7 separate regions of the Mus musculus genome follow, and regions 2, 3, 4, 5, 6 and 7 are each linked to region 1. A link is a contact called in public HiCAR-type, HiChIP or PLAC-seq and promoter capture Hi-C data. All regions are on one chromosome and are shown on one strand. The core of a region is the stretch at or near the end of the contact, and the rest is flanking DNA. Distances in the headings are between cores, read along the strand shown.

What was found. Promoter capture Hi-C pulls out the DNA fragments that hold promoters and counts their contacts. HiCAR-type assays count read pairs that join an accessible place to other places. HiChIP or PLAC-seq counts read pairs in DNA pulled down with a chosen protein or histone mark.
Region 2: a promoter capture Hi-C map of hippocampal neurons shows a contact between it and region 1, with 9 times the contacts expected there. The contact joins the promoter of R3hcc1l here to the promoter of Cnnm1 in region 1. A contact is called at or near these places in 8 of 39 promoter capture datasets (the 3T3-L1 cell line, cranial neural crest, embryonic stem cells and 4 more), 2 of 484 Hi-C or Micro-C datasets (both in embryonic stem cells), 4 of 115 datasets of contacts at active chromatin or transcription factors (VIP interneurons, astrocytes, embryonic forebrain and 1 more) and 1 of 9 other capture datasets (embryonic stem cells).
Region 3: a contact with region 1 is called in an H3K4me3 HiChIP or PLAC-seq map of embryonic forebrain, with 7 times the contacts expected there. The contact joins the promoter of Loxl4 here to the promoter of Cnnm1 in region 1. A contact is called at or near these places in 7 of 39 promoter capture datasets (the 3T3-L1 cell line, the SN4741 cell line, cranial neural crest and 4 more), 1 of 484 Hi-C or Micro-C datasets (embryonic stem cells) and 2 of 115 datasets of contacts at active chromatin or transcription factors (embryonic forebrain and forebrain).
Region 4: a promoter capture Hi-C map of liver shows a contact between it and region 1, with 2.6 times the contacts expected there. The contact joins the enhancer-like site here to the promoter of Cnnm1 in region 1. A contact is called at or near these places in 8 of 39 promoter capture datasets (the 3T3-L1 cell line, embryonic stem cells, frontonasal cranial neural crest and 3 more), 2 of 115 datasets of contacts at active chromatin or transcription factors (embryonic hindbrain and stem cell-derived neural progenitor cells) and 2 of 9 other capture datasets (embryonic stem cells and macrophages).
Region 5: a promoter capture Hi-C map of hippocampal neurons shows a contact between it and region 1, with 3 times the contacts expected there. The contact joins the enhancer-like site here to the promoter of Cnnm1 in region 1. A contact is called at or near these places in 6 of 39 promoter capture datasets (the C10 cell line, cranial neural crest, hippocampal neurons and 3 more), 4 of 115 datasets of contacts at active chromatin or transcription factors (embryonic forebrain, embryonic stem cells, forebrain and 1 more) and 2 of 9 other capture datasets (embryonic stem cells and macrophages).
Region 6: a contact with region 1 is called in a HiCAR-type map of kidney, with 4 times the contacts expected there. The contact joins the promoter of Pyroxd2 here to the promoter of Cnnm1 in region 1. A contact is called at or near these places in 6 of 39 promoter capture datasets (the C10 cell line, the SN4741 cell line, cranial neural crest and 3 more), 7 of 115 datasets of contacts at active chromatin or transcription factors (astrocytes, differentiating embryonic stem cells, embryonic basal ganglia and 4 more) and 3 of 9 other capture datasets (adipose tissue, embryonic stem cells and liver).
Region 7: a promoter capture Hi-C map of embryonic stem cells shows a contact between it and region 1, with 10 times the contacts expected there. The contact joins the promoter of Hps1 here to the promoter of Cnnm1 in region 1. A contact is called at or near these places in 23 of 39 promoter capture datasets (the 3T3-L1 cell line, the C10 cell line, the HPC-7 cell line and 12 more), 3 of 15 datasets of contacts at CTCF or cohesin (the NIH/3T3 cell line, embryonic stem cells and large pre-B cells), 1 of 484 Hi-C or Micro-C datasets (embryonic stem cells), 18 of 115 datasets of contacts at active chromatin or transcription factors (SST interneurons, VIP interneurons, bone marrow-derived macrophages and 12 more) and 4 of 9 other capture datasets (adipose tissue, embryonic stem cells, liver and 1 more).

What each region holds. Positions count from the first base shown.
Region 1 is chr19:43,438,976-43,442,153 of GRCm38.p6, reverse strand. It overlaps Cnnm1 (cyclin M1), which reads right to left and starts at 1,741. Exons shown (of 12, transcript NM_001373992.1): 1 at 137-1,741. The coding sequence starts at 1,709.
Region 2 is chr19:42,517,294-42,520,471 of GRCm38.p6, reverse strand. R3hcc1l (R3H domain and coiled-coil containing 1 like) reads right to left here and starts at 1,667. Exons shown (of 7, transcript NM_177464.4): 1 at 1,615-1,667.
Region 3 is chr19:42,611,053-42,614,230 of GRCm38.p6, reverse strand. It overlaps Loxl4 (lysyl oxidase-like 4), which reads left to right and starts at 1,425. Exons shown (of 15, transcript NM_053083.3): 1 at 1,425-1,513.
Region 4 is chr19:42,658,401-42,661,578 of GRCm38.p6, reverse strand. No RefSeq gene overlaps it. Among named protein-coding and RNA genes, the nearest start is that of Gm25216, 40 kb to the left of the region's middle. Within about 2 kb of position 1,623, at least 99 of the 459 cell types and tissues checked have an H3K27ac peak or open chromatin away from gene starts, as enhancers often do. A contact at or near this core is called in liver, where this site is marked.
Region 5 is chr19:42,715,031-42,718,208 of GRCm38.p6, reverse strand. No RefSeq gene overlaps it. Among named protein-coding and RNA genes, the nearest start is that of Gm25216, 17 kb to the right of the region's middle. Within about 2 kb of position 1,513, at least 21 of the 459 cell types and tissues checked have an H3K27ac peak or open chromatin away from gene starts, as enhancers often do. A contact at or near this core is called in hippocampal neurons, where this site is marked.
Region 6 is chr19:42,751,173-42,754,350 of GRCm38.p6, reverse strand. Pyroxd2 (pyridine nucleotide-disulphide oxidoreductase domain 2) reads left to right here and starts at 1,576. Exons shown (of 16, transcript NM_029011.2): 1 at 1,576-2,014. The coding sequence starts at 1,888. Gm19437 (a long non-coding RNA gene) reads right to left here. Exons shown (of 4, transcript XR_386719.3): 4 at 2,915-3,056.
Region 7 is chr19:42,778,311-42,781,488 of GRCm38.p6, reverse strand. It overlaps Hps1 (HPS1, biogenesis of lysosomal organelles complex 3 subunit 1), which reads left to right and starts at 1,511. Exons shown (of 20, transcript NM_019424.3): 1 at 1,511-1,575; 2 at 2,843-2,935. It overlaps Gm16244 (a long non-coding RNA gene), which reads right to left and starts at 2,457. Exons shown (of 2, transcript XR_386720.3): 1 at 2,146-2,457; 2 at 1-2,049.

The DNA of each region.
Region 1 (3,178 bases), core at 492-2,991:
CAGACCTTCCTGGAGTTTTAGCGCCATACATAGATCAGAGGTATTCTTTGGGTACCTGAAGCCTCTCATGGTTATGAAGGGCAGTTTTATCTTTGAAGGGGGATAGGAGCTGGGGAAGAATAAGACCACTGCTCACCCTTCTTAAACTCCTCCAGTACAGTGTCCAGCCGGGTATCATTGAAGACACAATGCAGGGGCCTGTTGTAGAAGCGGGTGACTGTGAGCAGCGGGGTACAGTCGTCCGGGTCCACAAAGGCCAAGTCTTTGACGAACAGAATGTCCACAATGTTGTGCCTCTGGTCGCCCTCATACACCGGGATGCGAGTGTAGCCACTACGGAGGATCTCGGATACAGTGGCGAAGTCAAGCACGGCGTCAGAGCGCAACATGAAGCAGTCCCCTAGAGGGGTCAGCACCTCCTCTACCACCTTGGTGCGCAGCTCCAGGGCTCCCTGAATGATGTTGAGCTCTTCCTTCACCAGGTCGCTGTAAGGGTCGGCGGCCCGCAGCGTCTCCAGCAGCTTTTCCCTCGTGTAGAAGGTGCTGATCTCCTGGCGCAGAGCCCAGTCCAGGAGGCGGCCCAGAGGGTAGCACACCGGGAAGGCAGCCGCCATGAGGAGCCGGGTCAGGCACACACTGTGCGAGGCGATGGCCAACCCGTGGCGCGAGCACACCGAGTACGGACAGATCTCGGCTCCCAGGAACACGGCGCCGGTGCACACCAGCGCCGGCAGCCACGGGAAGTGAACCCCCGCCTCGCCGGAGTCCTCCCCGGGGTCCCCGACGCCCGGCGGCAGCGAGGCGTACAGCCAGCCGGCCAGCGCGGCATTGGCGCCGGCTTGGCCCAGGAGCAGGGTGCAGAGCAGATGGGTCCCCCTGCCGCGCACGGCCTGCACGCGGCGCGCCTGCTCCTGCTCGGCGGCCGAGCCACTGTTCCGCAGCACCCGTAACTCCACCGGGTCCAGCGAGAGCAGGCTCAGGCGCAGGCCGCTGAACAGGGCGGACAGGGCCAGCAGCAGGAGCGCCCCGAGCGCTCGCAGCCACGCGGGCGGCAGCAGGTCCCCACCCGGGCCGTAGAGGCGCGGGCGGACGCGCAGCAGGAAGCCGCCGGCGGCGCCGTGGTGGTGCCAAGCGCGCCCGTCCCAGGCGCACAGCGAAAAGAGCTTCCCGCCGCCGCCCGCGCCGCCGCGCTCCGCCTCGCCCTTCCGCAGCTCCCGCACCCGCACCTGGACCAGGGCCGAGCCCGCCACGCCCCCGGGGCGCAGGGGCCCCAGGACCTCCACGTCCGACGCCCAGTCGCTCTGCTCGCGGCAGCGCTGAGGTCCCGGGGGACGCGTGGGGACCGCGCTGGGCGCCGCGCCGCCCGCGCCCGGGGGCTCCTCGATGAACACGAGCCGCGGGGCCCAATCGCCCGTGCCGTTTTCCCCCGGGGCCAGGGAGGGTGCGGGCACGGGCGCGGCGGGGACCGGCGGGCCAGGCTGGAAGTAGACCCGCAGGAGGAAGCTGGTGCCTTCGGCCGCCCGCAGGGTGCCCCCCTCCAGAGACACGCGGCCTCCGGCAGTGTCTTCGGGTCGCAGACCCAGTAACCAGGCAGCGGCGGCCGGGGGCCGAGGGGACAGGGAGAAGAAGAGCAGGAGTACGGCGCCCCGGCTGCAGCAGTCCCGGAGCCTGACACCCAGCGCTGCTGCCGCCGCGGCCGCCGCCGCCATCCTGCACCCGGCGCGGTTGCACGTGATACTGCAGCAAGCCGAGCGCGAGCTGGAGGGAGGGAGGAGGAGCTGGAGCCCGGAATCCAGCCCCAGGCAGGTCACCACGTGTGCTCCCCTTGCGCGCGTGGGCTGGAGGCGGGGGTGGGGGAGGTGATGGTGGGAGTGGTAGGAACCCGCCTGGTGGCCACGCACCGTCACAGTGCCTAGCCTGGATACACTTAAGTATATCTGAGCCCTGGGAAGGCTGGGTTTGGAGCATGGCCTCCTACATCTGTAGTTCCTCCTCTTCAACCTTCCCCCATTCCACTCCCTGCCCTTATGGCGAATTCCCGGCAGTAATTCCAAACTGCAGGCTCACTGCTTCCCATTGGACCCAGGAAATTTCCCAGCGTTTTCCTTCTGTCCTTCGTGTTCTTGCTTCTAATTAAAAGATATTCTGGTGGTTGGTCCTATGAAATCCGTGAAAAAAATTGGCCTCAATCAAATTCTAGCTAATCTTTCATATTGTAAAAATTTCCAAATTATTTAAGTGCAATTCCTTGTTAAGATACCAGTGTTAATCAATAAATTGAAATGCATTATGGGACCAATTTGGAACAGAGTATTATGCATCCAGGAAAAGACTGTACAATACCCAATGTCTATATAATTTGGAAAAGTCACCAAAGAAAAAAAATAGTAAGGTTCAGGACCATGATGCAATATACCGCCGTTTTGTTAAAAGTATTCACGGATAAAGTTTATGCACATGCTCGTGTATGCCAATGGGAGGATGCTCAATAAATACAATAACAGGATTAGTCTCAATGCACAGATTAACAAGAAGTTGTTAAAAGAATACACAGAAACAACTCTGCTTTTCACTCAGTTCCTTCTACGGTTTACATCAAAAGCAGGAAACCGACATTGGGGTAAAACTCCTATCATTTTGTCATATCTAAATTTGTGTAACCACCATCACTGTAGTAAAAATACACACCCGACTGTTCCCCAGGAAGATCTGGGAGCCTTTCCCCCACTGAACTGCTCACGTTATTTCTATCCACCATCTGCTAGTGTTGCTTTATTTTTATGACTCGATTCTTAAGTGTATGTAGCAAAAATCACTTTTTTTTTGTTATATTGCTATGTATGTTCCATTGCGTTTTGAGACTGGGTCTCATGTCACACAGGCCAAGCTCACTCGATTGCCAAGAATGATTCCAGGATTACGCATGTGCACCACGACCCTCTGCAATGCTATTACACACGTCGATGGATGCGTGTTCATGTACCCATCCTAGTAAAAAGTAGTTCCATTCTGACCTGGGGATGTAGCTTGCTTGCCTAGCACACAGTAGGCCCTGGATTCCACCCCCCCCACCCCTCCCACCCCAACCCCCGCCCCCCACATCACACCTGCACTTGGAGTGGGTGGTTCCATCCTTGGCCTTTTCCTCTGTAGTTTCCTTTCCCAGAGAATCGTATGA
Region 2 (3,178 bases), core at 418-2,917, 920 kb after region 1:
TGAGTCATAGTTAATTGTCCTGCTAGGAGCTACACTACATAGTGAAATACACTCAAGTACAGGTTACAAACAAAAGACCAGTCCAATTTAAACTGACAAGATAAAAAAATAAAAAAAAAAAGAAAGAAAGAAAAAGAAAAGCAATCTCTAGAAAAGTATTTACTTAAGAGCATACCCAATAACCACGTCAGAGCAGCACTATGGGAAACCTAGGCAACCCTAAGAGTGAAAAAGAGTAATTTTTTTTTTTTTAAAGAGGAGCTCTTCCTGGCCTGGAATTCACTACCCAGACTAGGCTACCAAAATCTCCGAGACCAGCCAGCCTCCGACTCTGGTACTGGGATTAAAGGCTGCTGTTGCTTGTTATTGTTGTTGTGGTTACTACTAGGGAGAGAATTCAGAGCCTTATGCAATCTTACCAATGAACTACAGACACCTCAACCCTGCGCTAAATAGCTCAGGCAGCTATTATTACATGAGTAAGTAGTGCCTGCAACCCACAAACCCTAGACACTGGTGGTTCAGCACCAAGCTTCGGGAGCTCTAAGTCTTAGGGGATGCTTGTCATGTGTAGTGCTTCCAAGAGCGGAAACCGAGCAACAGGGGCAGCTGGCTGTGTGTCGCATGCTGATGGGCCTCGAAGTTTGACACCGATTCCACAGGTGGTCAAGCCCTAATGTCACCTCTCCGCTTGAAACCTTGCTTTAACACTTGTAGGTTTCATCGCAGTTTCTAAAGACACCATTAACTCCGGTCTTCATAAAGACATGACCGTTGATTTTAAAATCCAACTGACCTGGACCACACAAGAGAGGGTACAGGAACTTTATTTTAAATGTTTTCTAGCACAAACGTCTCACACATAGATCATAACACTGAAAAGCATAGTACAAAAGACCCTGCACCCCCTCTTTTTTTTTCCAGACAGAGAAACCAAGGTGGTGGTAATAGGACTACAAAAGACCACAGGTCCATCAAGTGGCCAACCCATCATCCTCTCAGGATTCAGACTCTATAAACCCCGTACTCTTTCCCTCACAACTCAGATGCGACGAAAAAAAAGTTTGTAAGACAACTTTCGATAAAGTGGGTTGGAAGTTTTCTGAGGACCGCCCGAGAAGAGCAGGAAGAACATCCTACTTTACAAACTGTTCCCGGCCAGCCCATAGCCCGGGGGTCCTAGCAGCGGAGCAGAAGTGCCACTGCCCGGGAATCGCCCGCGGCCCCGGGCTGTCCCGAAGCCACCTCGGTGGTCCACAGCTCCGCAGCCCAGAGGGGTCCTAAGACCCCGCTCGCTACCTGGTGACTGGAGACGATTTCTACCAGAAAGAAGCATTAGGGCAGAGGCCCAAGGCAGGCCTCCGGCCCCTTAGAAAACAGAAGAGACCGGAGGGTGGCCCTCCCGCCCCGGGGCTCCAACAGGTCGAAGGGCGGAAGCTTCCCAATAACCTCCGCCCCAGGCGGGGGCCTGCCCCGCGCGTCACCGGAGGAAAAGAAAACCAGCGTTAACACACAGGAGGAAAGAGGGTCCTCTCCCGAGCCGGAGGAAAGACGCGAGGGCAACCAGCACCAGCTCAGGGAGAGAAAGAATCGGGTTCAAGGGTTCGTGGTTACCGGGACGCTGTCGCTCTCCGCTTCCGCTGCCACCATGAAGCGCCTGCTCTTCCGCTCGCCGCTGGGGTGCGCGCCAGGCCTTGGCTCCGCCCACGCCGCGGGACCTCCTGGGAGTTGTAGTCTTCGCGAGCCCCTGTCGCGTCGCGTGGGGGGCGGGGCCGGCAAATGGAGAGGGCGGGAGGGCGTTGACGCTCCTCTATCTCCTGTATCGTCCATCCTCCATCTCAACCCTCAGCTGTGAAAGCGCTCAAATCTTCTCACGTCCTGCTCAATCATAACCGTGTCTCTTTCCTCGTCCACGGGCGAGTTTCTTCGAGCGTAATCTGCACTTAGCGTCTCTACTTCCTTCCTTGTGTGTGCTGAGTTCTACACTGCAGCTTCTGCCCCCCGCAGAAAATGTCCTTGTTGCAGCCAGTGTCCTTGTCGCCAAACCCACTGCAAGTATTTTCAGGCTGTCTAACTTAAGCATTAGTCATTGAAGCTCTTGGACATTATCATTTATTTTCTATGACACTATCCAGCTTTGCCTTCCTCATTCCATGCCGTTCGACTCGGTCTCTTCCTGTAATTCTCCCCCCCCCCCCCGAACTCACCTCTTGAATATTGTTCTCTGCAATTCTTAGAATAAGGAAGGGGAGCGTCCAGCCCGGCCCCTTTTTTTGCTTTAGCTTATCGTACTCCCAACTTCTAGACGACCCTATCTCATTCCTATCTTGCAGACTTGTCAAAAAATGGCTTGAACGCTTTGGTGGCGCGAATGGTATAGCCCTGTGATTGGCAAACAGGTGAAGTGCCCAGGATTCGATCTCGGAACTATACAAGAAAAAAAGAAATATTTGAAAAGTTCATACTGTGTCTCTCCTCTCTGTTCACTGCCTTCCCATCTATCTCCAATGCCTCTTCATCTACATTTGAATGCTAACCAAACCCTGTAGAGGCTCTCTCTCTAGCATTTGAGTCTGTTCTTTATTTCCACTGCCAGATACTTAATTCCCACTTGCTTAGTTTCTTAGCTGATTACTGTTCTCCTTACTGATCTCAGTACGGCTGTGGGGTCCTTACTGCCAAAGGCCGAGTTGTGTAAATAACAAATTTAATCAAGTCGTGTTTGTGTTAAAACCCTGTAAAGACACCATTCGATTGAGTTTGAGAGAAGGAATGAAGGTGAACACCTTGGAGCTTTTACAAAATAGTAGTTCCCAATCCACTACTCTCCTTCCCATCCCTTACCAGATCTGATTATGGGATAGGTTAGATGTGAGCCTTCCTAAAAAGTTTCCCCCTCGGGTGAGCTGACCACTCAGCAAAATGGTTGTATATTATTGCTTACAATGGGCCAGTGCTGGGGCCGAAAATAATGAGCAGACCAGTGCCTACCCCTGTGGATTTATGGTCCCTTAAGAAGAGACAGATACTAGTCAAATGGTTCCATAGCAAAAAACAAAAGCAGCAACAACAAAAAAAAATCGTCATCAGCTGAGCTAGGAATTGTGGGAGTAAAGTAACCTGTCCTTCTCTCTACTTCCTGCCATAGCCTAAGCTGGGGATCAAAGCATGGTCCTCG
Region 3 (3,178 bases), core at 176-2,675, 830 kb after region 1:
ACCCTCACCTGCTGTCCACCGTTGCCTCTGGCCAGTCTTGCAAGGTAAGGACTTCCGGCCAACATCAATTCATTCATTGGGTTCCAAGGTATTTTTAGCTCTGGGCAGCCAGGCCTGGTGGGTGACTGGCAGCAGGCGGAGCCTCCCATGTTGCTCCTGGCTCTGCATTAGAGGTGGCTGGGCAGAGGGTGGAGGCCCCGTGCATACCTGGTATCCTGGTCCACAGCTGCCTCATTGTCCCTAGGGGAGGAGCCGGGTTTCTGCCTCTGCCACTGACCTGAGGCTGGGAGCATTCTTTCCTGTTGATTCATCCTAGGGAATGTTTTGGGCCCAGGTCGGGTGGGGCAGGGCCACTGGGGGGACATCTTAGACATGAGCAGCTAGGGGTGGACCCAGGTCTCTGGCAACATGGTCAAGGTGACCTGGCTGTCACATGCCATCTTGGCCCTCATTACCTCTGCCTTGAGGTCACCTTTATTTGCACATCTTCCCTCTTCAGACTTGGGTACCCCCCTGCCAGCGTCTAGCACTTTAGCCCTTTTTCTAGCACATAGGAGAAAAATCAACAGAGGGTCCTGAATGAAGAAACCGTTAGCTGTCAATCTGAGGCAAGGTGGGGGACGCGCCGCTCACTGCTCTGAGACTAGAGAGGATACTGGAAACAGTCTGCTCATTTCACACGTGAGGTTCTGAAGGAGCTGAAGACTGGAAGCCCGAGGCCTGGAGCCTGGTTGCTTCTTCAGCTGGGGGACTCCCCTCCGCAGGCCTTCCTTCATTTGTTGTGTTCCACAGCCTCTCATTCCCCTCTGTCCTCCACTGCCCTCATCCCCTGAACCTGGCAAGGACCAGGGACATCCTGGCTAAGTACCGGAAGTCTTAAGTTCTCTGCTGCGAGGTTTATGACTCTGGGAAGCAAATCCTGTCTCCTGGGACTGAACTTCATAATGAGCAGAGCTTTGCTCTCAAGCCGCCTTCAGTAAACCTTGGGGACCAGGTCACAGAGAGACTGTTACTTAAGCTGCATCACCCAACCACTGAACGGGGCCCTCACCCCAAAAGAACGCCTGCATTGCCCTGCAGAAGCAGCCCACGGGATCCAGACCTAAGACTGTGGGGCGCTCAGTTCTATAAGGTTAATGGGACACAGCTCCGATCGCCCATTAGACAGAGGAGAAAACCGTGCCTGCAGAGGCACTCGCAGACCGGATCCTTGCCACCCGACGCTGTCCCCCGCCATGCGTCTCCGGGACTCCGTCACCCCCCACGCTCCCCGCAGCGCCTGGGACTTCCCAACTTGGCCCAGTCCCGAGCTGCGCGCCTGGCTGGTGGCCGGCCGGGCGGGGCTGCCCGTGCACACAGGCGCGCCCGGGGCGGGGCCTGCGACCTCCCCCGGGGAAGGCCCGGACTTGGGGCGGGAGGCTGGCGGATAAAAAGCCCCCAGGGCGCCCCGGGAGGCCCGTTAGCGCTGCTCTGCCGTGGCGCCCAGCCCAGCCCCGACCTCCAGATCCTGCCGGTGAGCTCCTGCCTGTTGCGATCTCCTGTCTGCCTCTTGCTGTCTGTCTTGTCCTTTCTTCTGTTTCTCGCGGGTGGGCAGGCCTCTAGAAGCTCAGAGGAATGGGGGGATCCCATGGATAAGTCAGCCCAGTGGGTGGGTCACAACCTGCTTCCCCACTGGACAAGTGCCCATCATGTTAGGGGAGTTGGTTCAAGGCTACATGAGTGGAGAGAGCTCTGGCAAGCAGGAGTCTGGGTGTTAGGTTTGTGAATACACTGTGTGTGAACACACTGTGTGTAACCATTTCTCACCCTGAAAGAATGCTGGGGACGGAGTAAAATAGAACTAGATGTCTCTCCTGTGACTCGGGGCACTAAGAGCTGGAGCAGAGCTGGGCTCCCCTCTACATAGAGCTGACTGCTGGAGATGATGTGAAAGAGGGTTTGGAGGCAGAGGGCTTCAAACCCCACCTTCCCCAGCCCTATATAGGTGGGAGCCTATTTGTAGGCTCTGCTCTAACCACAGGAACGATGCCATAAGGGTACAGGGCCTAGACCAAGGCCCAGAGAGTCACAGAAAAAGGACTAGGAGTGACCCACAGCTAGCCTCTCAGGATAGCCGCCCCCCCCCCCCAAACCTCTAGGAATCCTGGGCAATCATCCTCTCGCAGCCTTCCCTCCTGGCCAGGGCAGGTGCCTGTGTCTTCAGACTTCACTCCAGTGCCCTTGCACTTCAGCCTGAGTCATATAGCCAGTGACAAGGTAGAGTTCCATTCACCCTCCCTCTCTCTCCCTCATCCAACATCGATCAATCAATGAGAGCCCAGACTGTAGCCAGGTGGCCTGTTTGAATTCTGGCCAGTCCAGCTATTTCATTTCCTGGGGCCCCGACCTTTCCATCTGTGAAATGGAGAGGCCTATTCAAACAGGGTCCTAGAGGCATTCTTATCCTGTGGCCCCCTCACCCATTCCCTTCTCCCTGGGGAAGAGAAAGGGCACCTTCTTTCTCCAAGACCCAGTTCTCAGCCCAGTCCTCCTGTACTCAGTCCAGTGGGAACAAATAGGAAGGTAGGATACTGGGAGGCCTTTCTGGAGGGAGCAGCATTTGAGCTGGGTGTTGACATGTGTGTAGGAGTTTAACAATGGGCCCTGGGAGATGAAGGCTCTGTCTTGGGAATGACAATGAGGAGACGAGCTTGGTGTGAGTAACAGTTCTGGGAACCTGGAGTGGGCAGGAAGTATGGAGGCTCTCCAGGGCCTGCATCCTGGTGGCTTGAAAGGAAGGGCACTGCCCTAGCTTACAGGCACAGGTCTTGCAGCAGAAGCCCACCCCTGCCTCTAGGCAAGGAGCCTGAAGGCCTGTGGCTTCTGAGGAGACCTCCAACAGTGGGAACTTGAGCCACAGTCACAAAGCAGAACAGCCTAGCCTATCAGAGACCCCCAACAGCATGTTAACACCCTAGGGCCATTTCACATGTGTGCAAATTGAGAGGCCAAGAGAGGAAACCTGGACTCTTGACATGGTCACTGATGGTAGTTCCCTGACCCATAGCAGGAGCAGTATAGGGTCATCTCTCAGCTCAGACCTAGTGACCCACTCCCCACCCCCTCAGAAGAGCACAGAGGAGAAAGGGGACATGGAAAGAGAACACTCTGGTGACAATCATCTTGGATCCCCCAGGAC
Region 4 (3,178 bases), core at 374-2,873, 780 kb after region 1:
CCCCACAGTCTCATGTGTTTGAACACCTGGTTTCCTGCAAGCTCTGCTGTTTTGGAAGATGGTGGAAACACTTCAGGTGGAGTCTTGATAGAGGAAGTATTAGGGGCTGCCGTGAGCCTTACATTTTTGATAGCCTTGCCCTCACTTCCTGTCAGCTGCTTCCTGGCGGGTGGTGTAATGGGACCAGCTGCCTTCCCCACCGCACTGGGTCTGTATCCTTACAACTGTGAGCCAAAGTAATTTCTTTCTCCCTTAGGTTGCCTCTTGACAGGTTTTTGGTCAGAGTAACACAAAAAGTTAAATATTTCCTCTTCTTACACCTTGCCCTTGGGCCTGGATGCAGAGGAAAAGGTAGATATAGAACTCGGCTTCCCATAGTATGAGTAGGGAGGGCTTATTGCTTCTTCTACAGCGGTGGTTCTCAACCTGTGGGTCTCAGTCCCCTCAGGATCAATGGACTGTTTCACGGGGGTCACCTAAGACCACCAGAAAACATAGATATTTACGTTGCAATTCGTCACGGTAGTAAAATTACAGTTATGAAGTAGCAACAGAAATAATTTTATGGTTGGGGGGGGTCACCACAACACGAGGAACCATATTAAAGGGCCACATCTTCCATCTTCAGCCCTCTGAGACCTAAAATACAGCATAATGTACATCAGGTATGTCCAGAGCCAGCCACTGTGAGTTTAGGCCTCACCTCTGATGCTTGTCAGTATATAACGTCATACATTCTTCTCTGTACCTCAGTTTCCTAACTATGAAATGAGATATTTGGTTGTTCCCCTCATAGCTTCTGGGAGGACAAAGTGAGTTCGATAATTGTCCTTTCCAAGCCTCTGTGCCCCTACTCTATGATACCCCAAGCGAGGGGACAGCGGCCTCCAAGCCAGAGAGAGAAGGCCACTTCTCCTCCCCACATCTTTCTCTGGAGCACCTGGCAGAAAAGATCCTAAGGAGAAACTGGGAGACCCTAGCGCGCCAACAGGCCCTCGGAGGGAGGCCATTTCTGAAGCAGAGATGAAGTGACTGGGGCCGGGCCTCTGTAGATCAGACCTAAGCAGAGATGCCAGCTCCACCCCAGAAATCCTGGAAGCCAGTTCCACCTCTCTGGGGCTCAGTTTCCCAACATAACATGAGGAGCACCCTTGGACTCCCCCCTCATGGCGTTACTGGGACATTTAAATGCATGTGACTCAGGACAGACTAGAAACAGTGACTACTTGGTAAGGTATGCAGAGATTCCCACAGATTCTTGATGACCCAATCTGAAGGCTAAGCTCAGGGGGGGGGGGGGCATGTCTCACAGAAGAGCTGGTGGCTCAGAAAGCCTGGTGACAGGCCTGAAGCCAGTCCAGGACCATGGGACATCAAAGAACACTGCCAGGCTATTTTCCAACCTAGAAACAAATGTCACCACGCCCATGTAGGCATTTCCGTCTTACCACAGCACTGGCAAGCTAAGTGGCCTCCAAGCACTGACTCTGCTGGGTAAACAGCCCTGGCTACGTGTCACTTTGGAGAAGAGCTATGGCCACGAGGTCCAGGCTTGGAAGCTGGGTCCTGTCAACAGATTCCCCTCTTCAGCCCGCACATGGATGTTCGGACAAAGTCTGGCTCTTGGCAGGGTGAGCTCAGCACAGAGGCAAGCAGAGTCCTGTGCACCACGCTGCCAAGCCGGCCCAGAGGCAAAGGGCCCGAATCTGTTGTTTTCCAGTGTGTTCCTCTGATTACAATTCAGGCTGCATCAGTCTCCTGCTGGAACCCGCTCCTGCATGTGTTCCGAAAGCCACGCGGCACTCACGTGCCTGAACACTTGTTTGCTGACCCGAGGGATCCCTCTAGCTCAAAGGCTGAGAGGTTTGAGTAATCCCCCAATTTGGAAGGACACCCGTTTTAAGCTAGATCCTAGCTGGAGCTAACATCTTTTCTGACCAAGAGAGCAAAGAGAAGCTTCTGTAGTCCTCGCAGCAGAGCCCCATGGTCTGTTGAACAAAGAAAGGGGCGTGTCCTTCGGCTTTGACAGCCCAGGCCCCCACCGTGGAGCTGCCTGCAGGCCGATGGGGCTCCCCTAGACTATTCCAAAGATGTTTGCAAACATTCCCCAGGGGCAAGAGGGCAGTAGAGGAGGGACCATTGCAAAATTCAGAAAAGTCTGGACTGAAAAAAGTTGAGCCAGTATTCTTCTTAGAACCTTTAAAAATAATGTCAGTGAGCTCTAAGAGAAGTTTCTGGAAGCCCTGCCTCTCAGTTATGCTTGACAACTTCTACCTCAGTAGTGTGAGGTTGCCAGGACTACCTACTGGCCTTCCCCACCCCACACATACATGGCTCTAAGAAGGTATCGATAAAAACTCGTCGAACTTTATTTAATGCTAAAATTCCTTTCATGGATATTTGTCGGCAGCTTAGAAGAACTTTATCCTTGACATTCAAGAAGCACATTTTAATGTCCCCAAGGGTCCCTCATGTCTAGGGACAGTTTCTACCTTTGGCTCAATTAATTGTGGCTTAAATTCCAGCCCAAGCTGTCACTGGCTTCATTTTTGTTTTGCTTTGTTTCATTTATTATTGACGTGGGCACAGGGATGCACTCCCATAGCACACATGTGGAGGCCTCGGGGCAGCTGGGAGAGTCTGCCTTTTCTCCTATTACCTTTATCTGGGTTGCAGGGATCCAAGGTAGCCAGCCAGCCTTGCACAGAAAGCACCCATGCTGAGCCGTGTTGCTGGCTCCTGAGAAATGTTCCCTGTGATCTTCATACTAACAGGTCAGAGAAAAGCCACCAGTCACACTCAGCCCAAGACCTTGGTTCTCCTTCCTGGATGTGTGGCCCTGGACACATCCCAGACTCTGTGCCTCCTCTGGATCCTGGATTCTGTTATCTGCTAGGCTCACATGGAGGATTTAAGGAGGGAGCGTGTTAGACACACAGTAGGGGCTTGTTAGACACACAGTAGGGGCTTCCTCAGCATCAATCCCTTTCCTTGATACATTGTTACGCTTCTGAAACACTGGGCAAGTAACAGAGACAAGTTGAACCTAAAAGCCTGGAGAATGTAGAAAATAAAAGAAACTAGAAAGCTTTACCAACCTATCATTGTGAACGCCAAGGAAGATTCCAGAACATTGGCTCCATTGGCTGGAGGTAAGCATCTCCTACAGTGCTGGCCC
Region 5 (3,178 bases), core at 264-2,763, 720 kb after region 1:
GGACTGCATACACAGCTCCTTTAGCAATCAGGATCTACAAGAGGTCAACTGTTCTACTGCTATTCAATGACATGTAATACCTAAATATTGAACAGTTTTATAGGTCACTTTTTTTTCTCTTGAAGTAAATAAATACTCTATGACAAACCAGCAACTCTCATCGGGCTAAATGGTTCATGAGGACACAAAAACCAATAATATTTTATAAATAAGAACTATGACTAACAGCAACCGAAACCACAGCAGCTCAAAAACAACAGCCGAGCACCAAGTAAAGGCAGGAGCCGCCCCTCCTCTGCAAAGCACAGCACAGCATAGCACACAGCAGTCCTTGGGAAGCTCTAGGAACACTAATGTTAGTTTATGAATACCAGATTGCTGTGAATTACTGGCAAGTAACCTTTAATTGTGTACAAAGAGAGTCTGCAGAGGGAAGGGGGAGGGAGGGAGGGAGGGAGGGAGGAAGGAGTGTCTGATCCACCGCAGCAGAAACCATGGGAAAGACTTGTGTTCTGAGTTCAGCTAATGTCATCAGAGTGACTCTACCCAGCAAGAGTGACAAGGCCCAGTGCTTTGAAAGTCAGTGCTTTAACTTGACTAACAAATTAGAAAACTGAGGCCCAGGGAATGACTTTTACAAAGCTGTAGTTGCCACATCCCCTTAGCCTTGGGATTCAGGATCAGACAGCCTTGGTACCGAGTCCTTCCCACCCCTCGCCTCTGGGAGAGCTCCCAGCTCTCCATATCTGCGCTGGGCATCAGGTGTGGATATCCTGGCTGTCACTCCTCTTGCTGTGAGATTGGGGGGCATGATCCGGCTTAAATGCCTCAGGTATGGCCATTTGGCTTTTGCCTTTCCACACACCATTTGGCCAGACCAGGGGGTTCAATGAGCCATCCTGCCCTTCCCTTGTTCTAGGACAAAAGCGAGTGGTGGCAAAGGATCGGGGGTGGCTGCAGGAACTGAGCAGGTTACAAATCACCTTGCTTCTCCCTCCAATGCCTTTTGACAGAACCGGCAGAGGACCCCACTCTGCAGGATAACAGCATTTTGGACTGCCGGACAAAAGAGAAGGCAGCCTTGATGGGGCGGGATGGTGCTGGCCCATGCAAAGCCATGCTCATCAACATCTGCCAGCAATAGCGTATGTTCCCTGTTTTATTTTTAAAATGTGCTGACATGTCTGTCTGAATAAGAAAATGTCTGAAAAGAAAACACCAAAATGTTATCTATCCAAGGCAAAATTGCGAATGTCTTCTCCTTTATGTTTCTGTATCTCTTCCACTATTATTGCCACGATAAACAAAAGTAAATGATAGAATAAAAACTAACAAAAACACTGTCCCTGGTTACAGCTCTTGAGCACAAATGTTATTAATAAGATGGTGCTTAATAGATGCTCAGAGAGAGTGCCTTAGCCCGCAAGCATTCAGCATCCTTCCTCTTGGGAGGTACAGAGGAAGCTCTTCCCAGCGAAACATGGTGCCGTGCCGGCTAGCCTTGATCATCCTGGGCTTACATAACCGTAGTGTTCCTGCCTTCAAAACAAGTAACCCCCACGCTGTTCTATAGCCTTCCAGTCACAACAACTGTGACTTTTAGCAGGAGTACAACAGTCTGTCAGTCATGGAACCTTCTCTCACTTAAACAGCCTCTGCAATTAGAAATTTTAATTTGAAATCGTCACATTAGAAATTTTATGTTTTGCTTTTAGCATCAATGTTCAGAGGTCTGGGCAATTTACAAGTTATATAATGCCTTTTTAGGCCATCTGGGTTATTTTGATTAATTAGCAGTAATTTATTTCATAACTACCCACAGTATACACATAAATATGTATTTATATGTTACCCTGATGCTCTCACTTCTGCTCTTTAAATTACAGCTCTTCTTTAAATTAGTTTTTGTGTCCACAGAACCAATTTGATTTGTCCTCATGAAACAGTAACATCTTTAGTGCTGAATTGGGAGAGGTTTTACCGATACCCATCACTCCTGGCGATGCTCACAGGACGGGAAATCAGCTGGAGTCACAGTAGGGTCATTTGACCATTGTTTGGACACAGACCTGCTTTGCCCAGAGTTGGTCATCTTATGGCCAGGCACTCTTGCTTCTCAGTCTGTTCCCAACCTCGTCATTTTGCAAGTGTTTCTGAATGTCAGTTGATATTGACACCGTCTGCTGCAGGTCAGTTGATATTGACACCGTCTGCTGCCGGGTTTCCATTTCCTGAAAATTCAGTGCCAGTTTCAACTTGAGTCCTTCCCACTCCTGACCCTGAGTCCTTCCCAGACCCAACCTTTGAGTCCTTCCCACTCCTGACCCTGAGTCCTTCCCACTCCTGACCCTGAATCCTTCCCACACCCAACCTTTGAGTCCTTCCCACTCCTGACCCTGAGTCCTTCCCACTCCTGACCCTGAGTCCTTCCCATACCCAACCTTTGAGTCCTTCCCACTCCTGACCCTGAGTCCTTCCCACTCCTGACCCTGAGTCCTTCCCACTCCTGACCCCGAGTCCTTCCCACTCCTGACCCTGAGTCCTTCCCACACCCAACCTTTGAGTCCTTCCCACTCCTGACCCTGAGTCCTTCCCACTCCTGACCCTGAGTCCTTCCCACACCCAACCTTTGAGTCCTTCCCACTCCTGACCCTGAGTCCTTCCCACACCCAACCTTTGAGTCCTTCCCACTCCTGACCTTGAGTCCTTCCCATCCCTGACCTTCAGTCTTTCCCACTCCTGACCCTGAGTCCTTCCCACTCCTGACCCTGAGTCCTTCCCACTCCTGACCCTGAGTCTTTCCCACCCCTGACCTTGAGTCCTTCCCACTCCTGACCCTGAGTTCTTCCCACACCCAACCTTTGAGTCCTTCCCACTCCTGACCTTGAGTCCTTCCCATCCCTGACCTTCAGTCTTTCCCACTCCTGACCCATTAGGCATCCCTGACTTTCTGTAAGGACAAATGTGTGGCATTTGCCACAAATGCCTCACCCCCTGCTTGTGGCCAACATCAGCAAATGATCTCTGAATTCCTTCTGGCAAAGAGCCCAGTATCACTTGCCCCTGGTGCCTAACACGGAGACCTGTCTGCATGCCTGGGCTTAGTGATGCTTCGCCTCTCTTCTAACTCACATGTCCTGGGCACCTTTGTCCAAATCATTCCATTTTTGTCTTGTGA
Region 6 (3,178 bases), core at 327-2,826, 690 kb after region 1:
GGAGTGCTGCCCATGCTGAGGGTCGAGGGATTCTCAGAGGCCCTCTTACTCAGCCATCTTTGCCATGCCTTCTGGGTTTGAATCATTTCTGACACAGGTTCCTATTACCGTCTAGGGGGTCTTGATCCAGTTCATTTTCTCTGGCAGTTAAAGACTTCAAAGGGAAGGAAAAAAATCTTGAGAGCCAGAGAAATAAATTCTCAAACATAGCAACCAGCAGCAGACAGAAACACTGGAGAGGCTTTTATTAGGGGTGAAGAAATACACCCCAGCAGGGTACACACAGAGAAAAGGCCGTCTGCACAGCAAAGGAGGTGCCCTGGAACCCAAAGGGCCAGGGCTTTTAAGAGTGGGGTAAGCAAGGCCTGGGCTGGCCTTGAACTTGTCATCTGGTCCCTGGGCAGGCAAGTCTACTTGTTAGCATTTCCTGTAGGCTTCTCCTAACAGTTACCTAGCAAGGGCTAGGTGTGAGCCAGGAGCCAGGCACATAAGGACTGTTTGGGCTGCTGCTTCTGCTTCTCTGCCTCCTCCCTCCCTCCTTCCCTCCCTCCCCCTCCCTTCCTCCTCCTCCTCCTCTTCCTCTTTTCTCTTTCCCTCTCCCCCTCCCCGTTCTCATCCCCCTCCCCTTGTTCTCTCCCTCCCTCTATCTCTCCTCCCCTCCCCTCCCCACCCCATCTTTTTCCTCTCCACGTGTTCTTGCTGGCCACTGCCCTTCTTGCTCCTCTCTCTTTCTGTCCTTCTCTGTCCCCTTTCTTTCTCTTCCTCTACTCCTTTCCCCACACCCCCTTCCCGGGTCTCAGATAAACTTCCTTCTATACTAGGCCTGTCCTATGGCTGACACCTCAGAGGAACGCCTCAGCATGGGCCTGCTAAAGCACCCCTCTGCTGCAGCATACCCAGTTTTTAAAAAAACAGCGCTACTAGCCAAGAAAAACCTCGTCAGGCTTTTGTCCCAGGTCAGGAGGGTAAGGAGGAAGCCAGCCATCTTGGAAGCTGGCCAAAGTTATGACCTAGCTACGGCTCCGCCCCCATCTGTCTTTCTCTTGTCCAAACTGCCACACAAGGCTGCCCGTTTCATGATTGCAGCTCGCCACTTCCAATGCCTTTCTCCTGTAGAGGAGTGACTCCTGAGGAGTGGACCGGTCCTCTCTGTTCAAGATAGGGCACAGGGATTGTATGTATGGACTCATACTAGTTGAGGTAATCTACAGGTGTGAGCCCAAATCTTTGAGAAACTTTGGAAAACTGGAAAGGTGCCCAAACTGTCCATATCCTTCCTCCCAGCAAGACTAGCCTCACTGGAGTGTGCGTGAGAGAACACACACACAGCTCTTGGAGACGTGGGTGGCCTTTTCTGTCGTCCAAAGGCACTGAAAGATGACTGGGGAGGATCCCGCAACAAGGAGCAGTGGTCACCTTGCAAGGTCCCTGACTACCAGACAAGCAGGAGTAAAGTCTGAGTTGACAGCGCCCATCCCACAGCTTAGGATCTCGGCCCCGCCCCCAGGCTTCTGCCGGTACAGAAAAGGGAGGCAAGAGGAAGGCGGGGCCTCTGCGTTGGCTCCTCTTCTCCCTTAGCCCACTACCGGGCCTGGGAGAACCTAGTTAAATTGTTCTCTCTTTGGTCCCTACTCGCTTGACTCCTGGAGGCTACTCAGACTCTGCCACCTACTCGCTTGACTCCTCGAAGCTACTCAGACTCTGCCAGTTCTTAGCCTACATGCCCCCTCCTCTAGGCTGGCTTGCGCAAACTCAGAGCCGCAGAAGCTCGGACCCTGGGAAACGGTGGCCCAAGGCCAAGGCTGACACTGAACTGTAACTCCCAGCCCCTCCCCTTGCCTGGGCCTCTGGAAAGCTGACTGTGCAAGCAAATTGCTGGGGGCAGAAATGGCTGCCGGCGGCCGAGGTCTCATCAGGGCCTTGCACTCCTCTCCCTGCCCTACTTGGAAACGAGCTCAGTCGGGAGCCAACGGGCGCCTGAAGCCCGAGTACGATGCCGTGGTGATAGGAGCAGGTAAAACCAAAGAGGGCAGAGCCAGAGCTCAGGGAAGGAAGGCAGCGTTCTGCCCACCGGCCTTGGAGGGGCCTCCAAGGAGCCTTGCTGCTGCCTCTCCTATGGGCACGACCTGGCCGGGAGTTCCAGTGAGCAGGACCTGGGATGGAAGTCCTCCCTGGCCTGGGAATCAGGATCCCTGGGTTCTAATTCCACCCTGGTGTGCTGTGTGGACTAGAACGGCTCTTGCCTTCTGGGTTTAAACCTTTCTCTCTAGAATGATAATGAGTGACTAAATAAACGCAGGAGTTTCCCTGTATCTCCCGCAAAATGAGTGAGTTCCTCCCGGGACCTTATGCAGGAAGCAAAGACCTCCGGACTGTAGACAAATGAGAGCCAATCTCACTTCTGCGATCATCCATTGGAAAAGGAAGCCAGAGTTGTTTCATAAAGAGAAAAGGTGGTTGAGGGGTTCCCAGACACCCTAATGCATCCACAAAGGGTGTCATCTCCCATGGCTTCCCTCAGACATAGATACCTGCTACAGTGGTGGTCCTGCAACATCTTGCTGACTCTCAGCCTCAAGTACTAGGTTAAGGCATAGCCTAGGGCCAGGCTGCACTCCACACCAGGGCCTTCCGGGTCACACTTTTGGGACCTGAAGGCTTTTATTCCCAGCTGGGCTTTTACATAGATGATAGCAGGTTCACATTTTTTTGTGAGACGCATCACACAGCTTTAAATAAATGCTGGCCTGGTTTGGCTTCTTCTTGTGTCTACTGAGAACCACCCTCTCCAATTTGTGCACGCATGAGTGAGTGTTTATTATACACAGACTTGGTTTTTTTTATTATCGATACTAAAATAAAGATATGTCTCACACAGTTTTTACAAATCAAATATATGCAACTCTTGATTTAAATACCAAGTTGGTTTTTTTTTTCTTTTCCCATTGAAAACATCCACTCAACACTCCACTGTGTGAAGACGATGGCAGAAGGGCCCAGGCTCAGTGGGCTCCTGCTGGGTGGGCATCCCCCTGAGGGCTGGGGATTAGCAGATCCTGCAGCAGAAAGGGACAGGTCACCTGAAGCCACAGGAGAGTCAGTCAGGACTTGGGGACTGGACTTTGGGGGTTTTGTTCTTTGTCACTTAAAATCTCCTTGTCATTCATTCATGGCTGAA
Region 7 (3,178 bases), core at 262-2,761, 660 kb after region 1:
AAAATAGATTAATAATAATAATAATAAAAGGGGTAGAAGATATGAATAAATGTTTATTTGAAAGCAAAAAAAATTTTAAAGCTACACAAATGAAGAGAAAAACCACATGAAGAGATGATCGGCGCCATTCTTTAGTCATCTGCAAGACACAAGTCACTAGCATCAGGTAACATGGACTAGATTAGTTATAAATTGTTCACGGGTAACAGTTATTCAGGCTTACAAACTGTTTGAAACAAGGGGGAAATGACCGACCGAAGTCAGGATAGTGTCGGCAGATTCAGGACTCCAGGAGACTGATGCTTGTGGCTGTACTGTGGAGCCTGGCTGAGCAGGGTGGTGGCGAAGGCGCAGGCGCAGGCGTTTGCGATGTTGTTTAATTGTACCTTAGGTAGCTAGAGTGGCCGCAGCACTGGCTCTTGGCCTCTGCCTAGTGGGTGCGGAGTGCTCATGCTGGGTCGTACACAAAGTTTCTCAGAAGCACCAAGGTACCCAATGAGGACCTGTGGTAGGCGCCCAACCTCTTCTGTGGACTCCATTGGCCTTCTTCACTCTTTCTGCCCCTCCAAATACACATAAAAATCTTGATAGTATGCAATCACTCGCAGGTTCAAGACAAAAGCCCTAATGTGTATGCAGCCCTCAGTCAGACTGGGAACCTTTGTAAATCAAGGAGCCCAAAGGTAGCTGGGCTCTTCTGCATGGTGTACTGGCTGGTTTTGTGTCAACTCGACACAGCTGGGGTTATCACAGAGAAAGGAGCTTCAGTTGAGGAAATGCCTCCATGAGATCCAGCTGTAAGGCATTTCCTCAATTAGTGATCAAGGGGGAAAAGCCCCTTGTGGGTGGGACCATCTCTGGGCTGGTGGTCTTGGGTTCTATAAGAGAGCAGGCTGAGCAAGCCAGTAAAGAACATCCCTCCATGGCTTCTGCATCAGCTCCTGCTTCCTGACCTGCTCGAGTTCCAGTCCTGACTTCCTTTGGTGATGAACAACAGTATGGAAGTGTAAGCCGAATAAACCCTTTCCTCCCCAAACTGCTTCTTGGTCATGATGTTTGTGCAGGAATAGAAACCCTGACTAAGACACACGGGTTCCGCCCCCTGGAGGTAAGTAAGGGAAAGCACCCACAAAAAGGGTACCTTTCACCTACAACTAGATTCGGCAAGAAAACGAAAGGCTGGGAAGGGCCAGGTGAAGGTGCAAGGAAACCTGGGTTCTGGTTCCATTTGTTCCTTCTTCAGCAAGGGGGTTCCCTCGGGGTTCTCAGTTGCCCCTTCTGTAAATCTGTGGGGAATCCCTTTAGCTAAATCAAGCAAAAGAGACTCTAGAAATGTCACCGGCTCAGCTGGTGCCTCTAAAGGCAGTGAGATACCTACTTATGCCAGGGTGAACGTGGCACGGCTCCCTAGCGGCGGGTGACCAGCAAGCACAGTAGCCTGAAGGGTGAGCAATGCCTGACGGGGCGGGGCTCGAACCCACAAAGCAGGCCCCGGTCATGTGGCTGAGTCACGTGTCCTACCCGGAAGCGCGCCGCAGGCTGGCTACACGCTGGGCGGTGCGAGCCGCGGATCCGGTACGTGGGCATCGTGGGTGACCAAGCGCAGTCCTGGGTCGCCCCTCGGTGGGCACCTCCGGCAAGCTCTCCCAGTTTGGAGAGGCCCGGGCACCCGGGGAAACCCGCATCAGTCTCATGCCTTTTGGAGCGGGCGTCACAAGCCAGGCCTTCGTCCCCGGGAGGAGAGGGGGAGGGTACGTCAGAATTTCTGGGTGTCGTTGAAAGAGTGCTAAGCAGCTATTGGGCGGAGCCACGCAGTGAGGCGGTGCTAAGCGGCGCAGGGAGAGACTCCCTCCTAGGCCAGCTGCTCCTGCTGGAGCATCACAGGCTATAGTCCCCACCCCTCGCACCCACCCCCCAACTGAGCTGTGTTAGGCGGGACAGAGGCCACGGGGACAGTTTGCTAGGGACAATGAGAGAACTGTGACCCGGGTGGTAAAAGTGGGTGCAGGGGATTTTTCTCAGAATCGCCCTTCTCTTCAAAGTTTCCTCCTTTTAGAGCAAAATATAAAGAGAACAAAGATCAGAAAATGAGGTTAGCCGCAACCGTAAAACCAGATACCCACCGAAAAGTATGCGGGTGCTTACCGGAAGTTACCATCAAGGCAAGCCCGAGAATGGTGCAGCCAGGCTCAGAGTTTCATTGCTTTCAAAATCCCCAGGATCAAACCTTCCTCCTCCGCCTTAGATTCTTCTTGCCTGTTATCAAAATGGGAGGATTCCAGAGGCAGCTTATTTCTCTTGTTATTTGAAGCCGGGAAATAAGAATAACACCTACCCACCGTTCTTGTCCTTAAGATGAGCCTACTGGGCTGAGGTTGCGACCTGGCTGGTAGGAACCCCGTAACCCGGTAGGAAGGTGCAACAGCGCTCTGTTCCCTGGCCTCCCAAGAGGAGTTTGAATCTCTGAGTTGAATGGGACCTTAGGAAAGCCCAACCAGAACCAAACCCGAATGCAGCTTTTCACTGGGACCTCCTGCCAGCTTGCGATGGGTTGTGTAGTAACCCATCCCTGCTCACCGCTCCCTGGGGCTGCTCAGGGTGGGATTGCTGACCCCACCTGTGTGTGAATGAGTGACCCAAATATAAACTGTCCAGTTGCAGAGGAGGTAGGAGCTAATGTGTCATCAACGCTTGCTCCACATAAAGGACACCTTCTAGCTTGTGGTCCTTAAAATGGGGGAACCTGTGACTTCTCAGCCCGTGTCCAGGTTGTCCACTCTCAGGAACAGGCGGCAGTGGAAACCAGACCCTCTGAATGCCTTCATGCCTTTTCTGCCTTAAGCATTTGCAGGCCCAAGGATGCTGTGCTGCTGTTGTCTGCTGACCTGGTCAGAGTATCTAGCTCCTCAGAAGCCCTGCTGTGTGCTTTGCCAAGGTAAACCATGCTCCTCTCCTGGAGGATGGAGGGTGGAGAGGTGGGCAGCACCCACTTGAAGAGCAGAATGAGAGGAGCGAACTGAACTGCCACATGCACCTCTTTGTACATTTCTTCCCCCTCCCCCTCTCCAGCCCTGCCCCCACCCCCCATGTCACTACTTCATTGGGGGAACCAAAGACAGGAACCCCAGAAGGACTGGGTGATGGCAGGCATGCAGACGAGGGTTCCGTGAGTGTCCAT